Regions from separate parts of the Gossypium hirsutum genome. Here region 1 is linked to region 2. A link is a contact called in public Hi-C data. All regions are on one chromosome and are shown on one strand. Each heading gives the region's core, a stretch centred on a gene start, on an enhancer-like site or on the middle of the called end of the contact. The rest is flanking DNA. Distances are from core to core; before and after follow the strand shown. Region 1 holds the start of LOC107945530. Region 2 holds the start of LOC107926222 (PLAT domain-containing protein 3).

Region 1 (4,319 bases), core at 1,443-3,942, 670 kb before region 2:
CTGGTAACCCATTTTTTCTGGCAATGAATCTTTAGAACAAGTGTCATCCACCAGCCCCAATTTGTTTTTTGCTAACAGTGTAATCTTCATCGTTCGACTCCAAACATTATAATTTTCAACACCGAGTAACTGATGCGAAACTAACAAAGTTCCTAGGGTGTCAGATGGATGCAAATGTAGTCGGTGATTGAAGTCAATGGTTGATTCAGAGGGATTCATGATAATTCATCATCTCTGCTATTCAAAAAAAAAAACACACCAAGAAGCAACGAACAAGGAGAAGGAACAGATTGATCAATTTGGGAAAGAAAACCCTAGACTACTACGCCAATTGGGGATAAATAACCAAATTTGGGCTTCCGACTTACTCCACAAGCCCAATGAACATTTGGCATAGGCACACAACAGCAATCAACTAGTTAACTAAGACTGTTCGTCAAACCTTGGCTAACAACGACAGAAAAAACCACCAGAATGACCGCAACTATTGACCAGCAAGCAGCAACGGAACTATTACCGGAAAGATAAAGATCGTCGGAGCTCTGATACCATGTTGAAAAGATTAAAAACACTTTGAATGATTGTGAAAATTCCTCTATATTATTGAAACTGATAGTACATTCTATATTTATAAAGTCTTGACTAACTAACTAACTTTACATATAACTGACTCTAACCACCTTACTAACCTCTTTGCTTCTTAATATCTCAACAGGATATTGTGATCGAGAAAAGTAGATAATAAAAGAATTTTTTACCTTGTGTTGATTGCACCTAGTTGTCTTTTTTCTTTTATTGTGAAATTTTGTTCGGTTTTCTATACGTGTTTTATGGGGACATTGACGTCCTTCAGTTTTGTAACCTTATTTTGATTTTTTTCTTTTATTAGTAAGATTTATCCGCTTAGAAAAAGTGACGGCAAATACTGGAGGGTATTAGGAAAGAAAAAAAAAAACCCAAATTGTTTGTAAGCCTTTTCTGTTTGAGATTAATAAATTGAATATGCTTTTAGTTTGAGTTCATTATTGTATTAAAATATTATGAAGTGAGAAAGTAAAACATCAAAGGGAAAGGAATATCCACATCAATCGGAGGGTCGAGATCAAAAAATAAAGCGACAGTAATGCATCCTTATGTGAGCCACAGGTTGATTGAAAACGATGCCAAGTCCAATCAATCCACTGCGCACCAATGGCCCTTACTTGGGTTAGAGACCGCCCATACGCTCACCCAAGTTTATTATTATTATTATCATTATTATTATATACAAAACAAACAAATGGGTAATTTTATAGGCTCAAGCAACTTAAATCAGACATAATAATTAGGCAACTGATTTTGAGAGCCTTCAATGCCCTCTCTTTATCTATTTCATCCTTTGTCATTAAGTTACATTCTAATTAATGATATTTTCTATTAGACACGAGGTTAAAAAATAAGGGGGAAAAAACATAGCTCTACAGAGCAAGTACATGACGTGCAAACATGGAATACGTGAGGATTCGGATTTTTAGGGTTAGGGTTTGGTTTTGTAGGGTCAAATACAGACCATACATGTATGGACAAAAGACTCTTTAATTTTACATTCAACTTTATATTATAAAATTAATTTGTTTTTTAAATTTATATAAAAATATTTTTTATAATATTGGTTAAAAGTTTAATAATATTGTTTAGCTACTTCAATAACTATAGCTATCTTTTTTTTTTTTGATGGTTGCAGAGCGTAGTTAAGGTGTTGTTCAACTGATCTTTCTCCTCTTTGTTTCTGCTTTTCTTTTCTTTTCTTTTACGATATTATTTGAAATAATTAAAGTCTGAGAAGATAACGATGCTAGAAAAGCTGCGAATATATATATATATCTCGTTATCAGATAAAGTAGAAGATAACAGGAAAATATCATTATTTTCCACATACATTTCAACAAGAGGAAGACTGTAAGATTCTCTGAAGTTCCTCTGAATCAATTACATAATATTAAACCCAGATTATGAATTGTTTTTTATTTCTTTTTTGGTATTTAATCAATGACTAGGTCAAAGGATGTGGCTAGGGAATTTTAATATATATTTTTCTAATGTTCATTTATTGTTTTTCTTATACCAAATAATCTGTGAAGAAATGGATATAAACAGCGCACTTGCACCTTCTTTTCTTTCTCATCATTAAACCTAAGTTACCTAACCAATTTAAACATAAGAAAATACAGGCAGGGGGTTTTTCTTATGGGCTTTGAAAAGCAATGGTAGTGATGGTTGATATCTTATATATACCATTCAACAACCATCTTCTCAAATTTGTTTGCTTGCCCACCTCATTACTCCCCAACACCAAAGACTAAAAAGAAAATCTTATAAAAGAAAATGAATAGTATATAATATGTATTGCTTTAAAAAAGATTTCCTCCCTACAGTACATCTTTTTTCTTCCTTTCACACTATGAGGACCGAAACCATAACTTTCTTTTACTTTGACCGGTTGCTTATCATCAAAGCCGTTGGTTTTTCTTTTATATATGAAAAAGAATTTGATTAACGGGGGATGGTGCGTGGTTGTAGAGTATAATTAAAATAATTATATATATATATATAAAGATACATGATAATTTTAACTTGTAAAGTTAAAAATAAAAAAGACACCAAGTAGCAAATAAATAAAAAGGGTAGCGAACCAACTTCTTTTTCTGTCCCTTAATTTCTCTTAAACAGACAATACATTTTAGTATCTTACCCACCCTCAAAAAATTGAAAGGAACCCTAGTTCTTTTCTTCTTAACCCGCAAGGCTAAAACGCAAAAGGGGCGGGGGGGGGGATATTAATAAAAAAGGGGCCTTCCCTCTTCAAAGAAAGTTTACTTCCGTTTTACCTATCTTCTGCAAACCATTTAGTTTAATTGATGATTCTCTTGAAACTTTGTCAATTCCTTTGTTTAATTTACTACATACCTTTTTGGTGGAAGAGAAAGTAAAAAAGCAAGCCAAAGTACTGTCTTGTTTTTCAGATCAGAGCTTTAAAGACAACATGGGTACTTTCTGATAACTCTTCTTCCAGAAGATCTTCCTCTTTCTTCTCTCTTTTCTTTTCTTTTCTTTTTATATTGCTTTCATGCTTTGTTTTGTAGCTTCCTTCTTAAATGAGTCTGAGTAGTGAAGTAAGCAAAAAATCTCTTCTCTGAAAGAAAAAAAGAAGAAAAAAACTCCATATCTGGTCTGTCTTTTGTCTCATGGATTCTGGTAACAGTGGTAGTGTGCAATCTCCGAGTGGTGGCAGTGAAGAGTTTGATTCAGGCGCTAACTCAAACTCAGCTTTCTTTAACAATAACCCATCGAGCCATATTGGTCATGGTCCCTTGGGTAACCAACAATCGCCGCCGCTTCTGCAACAGCAACACCAAAGTCCTTCTTCCTCATCTGTGTTGTTTGACCCTTTATCGAACTACTTCGGTCATCCCTTATCAAGTGTGACAAACCCAAATTCACAACTCAATCTTGATGTGGTTTGGTCCAGAAATCTAAGATCTGAGCCCAACTGCAATGATCTTGTTCGTGGCTTTATGGCCTCATCATCGCCACCACCAACCCAACAGTTATTCACCAACCAGCAAGCACAAAGCAGAACCACTTTTCCTTCTATGCAGATTCCTCAAGGACCTGAAAGTGGTACAAAAGGTTCAGGCACAAGTGGCCAACCCAACAACAACAATATGGTGCGTAACTCAAAGAAGAGATCCAGAGCTTCCCGGCGTGCACCAACCACTGTTTTGACCACAGACACCACCAATTTCCGAGCCATGGTTCAGGAGTTTACTGGGATCCCTGCACCACCCTTCACCTCCTCACCTTTCCCGAGAACCAGACTTGATTTATTTGGTACAACTTCATCTCCTAATTATCTTTTAAGACCATTTGCTCAGAAACTTAATTATCCTCCTCCCTTATTTACTAGCTCTTCCATGGTTGATGCTATGGCTTCTACACCTAGCACTAATTCTACTTCTAGTACAACTTCCATTAACTACCAACTGCCATCTGAGTTAGGCCTTTTAAAACAGCCTCAAAATCCACTCAACATCAACATGCCACAAAACCCAATTCTTAACTTCGTATCACTCCTTCAAGCCCCTCCCAAATACCCACTTTCCAATTCAATAGATATTCCATCAAATGTCTCTCCTCTCAAAATGGGCGCTTTTGAAGGGTTTGGTTTGAGCCAGGGGCATGTCAATCCCAACCTCAGCGGCGTTCAAAACATGGTATCATCATCAGGTGGATCATTGCCAAGAAATGAAAATAGTGCTAATCCTCCAAGCTGGGGAGAA
Region 2 (4,543 bases), core at 1,514-4,013:
TCAAATTAGTCCTTAAACTATTAAAACTTTCTAATTTCACTTTCTTTCAAGTCAATCTTAGACCTAGATTAGTACCCAATAAATATTAAAATTCCAAAAATAATTACTAACTAAAAAGGATAAAATTTTCGGTATTAACTTCGCTTTACAATAATTTATTCCCGATAAATCTCACCGTATTTATAATTAAATTTTGCGAAACCTAACACTAAAAATTTTGAGACTGTTACATATAACACCAAAATTTTTAAGCAAATACCAAAATTTCTAAAAATATCTCATTATATATTTTGATATTCCAAAATTTATAACTAATACAAAAAAATTCTAACTAAATACCATGTTAGATAATACCAAAATATCCAACAAGATATTTTTAGAAATTTTGGTATTTGCTAAAAGTTTTGATATTACATTGGACTCTTTTACTATAGTTTACCCAGGAGTACATTTACTTTATTTACTGAAAAAGTCATTACAAATTTTGTTTTATATGAAACTTATGAGAAGCACTCCCTGATAAGCATATCCTAAAATATTCAACCATCTTTAACTTGATAAATAATCGTGATTTGAAATAGGGATCAACATCCAATCAAATTGAGTTTAACTCTATTTTAAATTCAATGGAATCAAGTGAAACAATGTTAAGTTAAATAACTTAATAAGTTCTATTTTATCATTTCAATTGGATTTGAAAAACTTTCAAATCCAAATCGAGTAAATTCGTCGAGTTAAATAAATTTGTTTAAGTTAAAAAAATATAAATCGATCATATTAAAATTTTGTTGACAATATGACTAAATTCCAAGCTAACAAACATAAATACCATGTATATTTGAAAACTCTTTCAAAAAAAAATAAGAGAAAAACAAGATAATTAATTAGTATGATAAACTTGATTTGATAATTTCTTGTTTAAGGCTTTAAATTTATTATTTTGTTTATTTTAAATTATAATTTAGAATTTTTATATATCTTTAAATATTTTTTAGTAATTTTTAATATTTTAAATTTTTGAATATATATTTATAAAATTTTAGAAAAATATTTTATAAATATTTTGAATTTTTGAAGATTATTTTGAATTTCTTGTAATATCTTTTAAGGGAATAATTTGTTTTCAAAATTATTAGTGGCTTAAAAAGTATTAAATCAATTTATTATTTGAATTACTTGAGTTATAAAATTTAATTCAACAAAAATTTGGATTCTTATTCAAGTTTATTCAATAAAATAAAAAATTTCAAAAAATTAATATAATTAATTTAATTAATTTAAAATTTAAAATTTATTAATTTTTTAAATCGAATTCAGTTTTAACGTGAAACTCAAATTTCTTGCTGGAAGACTTTTTTTTAAGGTAATTTCTTGTTGAAGTTGATGGTGATGTTGATGAAGGACCATCTGTTCTTGATGTAGAACCAAGATGCAATCTCTCATTGACAATTGTACAAAACACCACCACATGATTCACACTGAACCTTTTTATAGCTCCGTTTCGAATATGCTTTTCTCTCCTCCGTACAATTTCCCACAACTTCGTCGTTGCAAAAATAATAAAGAAGATGGATCCAAAACAATAACTTTTAATCTAAAATTACATTACAGTCCCTCCACAGTCCGCTCTTATCGCTATCCTGTTTCCTAACTCTAGATAGTGTTTGACATTACATGTGATCGACAAGTCACACAACTTTAGGGACAGTACTGTAATTTTCCGTGAAGATGATTTCATTTCAGCCAGGTGTGAACCAAAAACCCTTTTTCTTTGGCAAACGTCAAATCATTTCTTAATTGCTTACTCATTATTAATATATAATCTGTACATTTGACTTTGGAAGGATAAAACAAATATGTTACTTATTACATTTAATTTTAAAATGAGATTTTTTTAGCATTGTGGATTTTGAACATTTATCTCAATATGCACACAGTCTCATTAGGTATATTTGTTATGAATTAATTTTGTCCAATTCTTTTTAATTATTTATTTGGTCATAATTCGATATGTTTACCGTTATAACAGTAATTTCAAAAATCAACGCATTAACCAATTATTATTGTTTTATTTATATGTTATTAATAGTCCTTTCACAATAATTAAAATCATAAATAAGGCCAACACCAATTCTTACTTCAAAGTAATTATCAAATAAGCCAGTTATACCTATAATCACCAATTAAATATAATTTTTTATTAATTAAATATATTTAATAATTTTTTGATTTAGTGAGAAGAGTATAAAAATGAAGGTTAATCCTAAAACAATTTCGTACCCACTTTCAGTTATAAAAGAATAATTAAATATATGTGAATTCAGTAATATTAAATTTGTAATAGAATTAATTAAAAATTTTAATTTACATCAATTTCATCTTTTAGTGCTTTTATTTTTCTTTTTGTTAATGTAATTCACCACAGTACCTTCAGAAACTAATAATAATATAGGATAATAACGTATTTCACCTTTTAATTTTATAAAATTCTTTTTACCTTTTATTTAACTTTTCAGTTCTTTTAGATTTTAAGTTTATTGTCAAATCAGTTCCAATACATGAAAAAAATTAAATTCGATTAACTTGGTTGAAAATTAAATTCGGTTAATTTTATTGGTTTGACATTTAATGATGTCTCTTGTCATATCATTAATTAATTAATTTTTTAATTAAAAAAATTAAGAAATATATTTTTATAATTGTTTGTTTTTAATAAATTTTAAATTTTAAAAATTAATTAATACGTTAATCCACGTGTGTCCTCAAAGAAAATTGAAAGGTTCTAAAAAATTCAGGTACCTTCCTAAAGAAATTGCATATTTATACGACACTCTATGGAAATTTCTCTAATGCGAGAGCCTCAAAACGTTAAACCCAATGGCGATCCCAACTCAGTTAGTCCTCTCCTTTCTCCTCCTTTCTTTTTCCCCTGTCGTTTTTTCAGTAAGTAGCCCTCAACATCCCCCATAATCTCCTCTCTATCTCCAACTTTAACCTCTCGATCTTTCTCTTTTTTCTTGCTTGTAGGACCGTGAAGATTGCGTTTACTCGGTCTACATAAGGACGGGATCCATCATCAAAGGCGGAACCGACTCCATCATCGGCCTACGGCTCTACGATGCCAATGGCTACTCAGTGGAGATCAGCAACATCGAAGCATGGGGTGGGTTAATGGGGCCAGGATACAACTATTTCGAGAGGGGTAATTTGGACATTTTCTCAGGTAGGGGACGTTGCTTGGATGCCCCTCTTTGTGCCATGAACTTGACCTCCGATGGTTCGGGTGAGCACCATGGATGGTACTGTAACTATGTGGAAGTTACCATGACTGGCGTCCATAAACCTTGTAGCCAGCAGCAGTTCACGGTGGAGCAGTGGTTGGCGCTCGATGCCCCACCTTACGATCTCACCGCCATCAGAAACTATTGTCCCTCGGAGGTTCCCGATGATCGTCGTCATCGGGAGTCTAGCTCTAGCATGTGATGCGTTTTAGTTAGTATAATAATAATTATCATGGTGATAATGAGGATGATTAATTAGAGGGGTAGGTGGGGATGCTTATGAACTCATGGTTTGCAGCGGCCCTTTGGTCATTAGTGTTCGTCTCTTTTTGTTCGATAACGTTTGTCGTGTAATGTGACAATTATGGATTAAATTATATTATGTTTTCACTATAAATATTAACTATAAACATTATTACATAAAAGTATTAACTAGTTTTTTTATGATTCTTAATTATAATGTAATATATTTATTTTTTTAAAATTTATAAAATCATTTGTAATGTTTTAATAATAACGCAAATTACTAATAATTTATTTCAATAATAAAACATAATATGTTATGTTTATTTCAATAATAATAAATAATTTATTAATATTTTTTAAAATAGTTAGCACAAGTGTACATTATATGAATTTAATTTATGATAACTTTAGAAAAAATCAGTTTAAAAAATAAGTTTGTTGCATAGTAGAGAATTTTTTTTTTTTGAAATTGAGTATTATGTTATTTATAGTAATAGATTTTACTAAATTAGTACATGTTTTTTTAACCAAGTGATCTTGGTCGTTTCCGAACTTTCAATTAACATGATCTTTCCTGCTATTCTTGAACCCTTAATTTGATTAAATAGTGGGATCTAATTACATAAACCGATTCATACAATGAAAACTTTTAATTTTCCAATGATGGAAATTTAATTCTCTTTATAGGTTAGAAACCAAACTTGAGTACTCACAAAAACTAAAATTTAGATAGGAAATAAATCTCACTATAATTTAATAGGGTATCAACACTCAAGATGATATATTCTGACTTAGCCCATAGCCCCTATTTATATGAAATGTCACAGAAGTTCTATAACACCCCTTATTGGTCCTGATATATAGTATGAGTTGGAGGTGCTATCGAAGCACTTCCATACTTAAATAACAAAAATTTTCTTTTAGTAAAACATCCTTTACAACTTTATAAAATTCCTTAAAGCAGTTCCAATATTTAAGAAAGAATCAAATATGATTTGGTATCATTATAGGTCATT

What was found. A called contact is a pair of places that touch in the nucleus more often than the background predicts.
Region 1: a Hi-C map of leaf shows a contact between it and region 2, with 1.9 times the contacts expected there. The contact joins the promoter of LOC107945530 here to the promoter of LOC107926222 in region 2. A contact is called at or near these places in 2 of 34 Hi-C or Micro-C datasets (both in leaf).

What each region holds. Positions count from the first base shown.
Region 1 is chrD12:36,987,094-36,991,412 of Gossypium_hirsutum_v2.1, reverse strand. It overlaps LOC107945530, which reads left to right and starts at 2,692. Exons shown (of 2, transcript XM_016879581.2): 1 at 2,692-3,026; 2 at 3,123-4,319. The coding sequence starts at 3,225.
Region 2 is chrD12:36,318,829-36,323,371 of Gossypium_hirsutum_v2.1, reverse strand. It overlaps LOC107926222 (PLAT domain-containing protein 3), which reads left to right and starts at 2,763. Exons shown (of 2, transcript XM_041107894.1): 1 at 2,763-2,894; 2 at 3,028-3,678. The coding sequence starts at 2,835. The coding sequence ends at 3,483.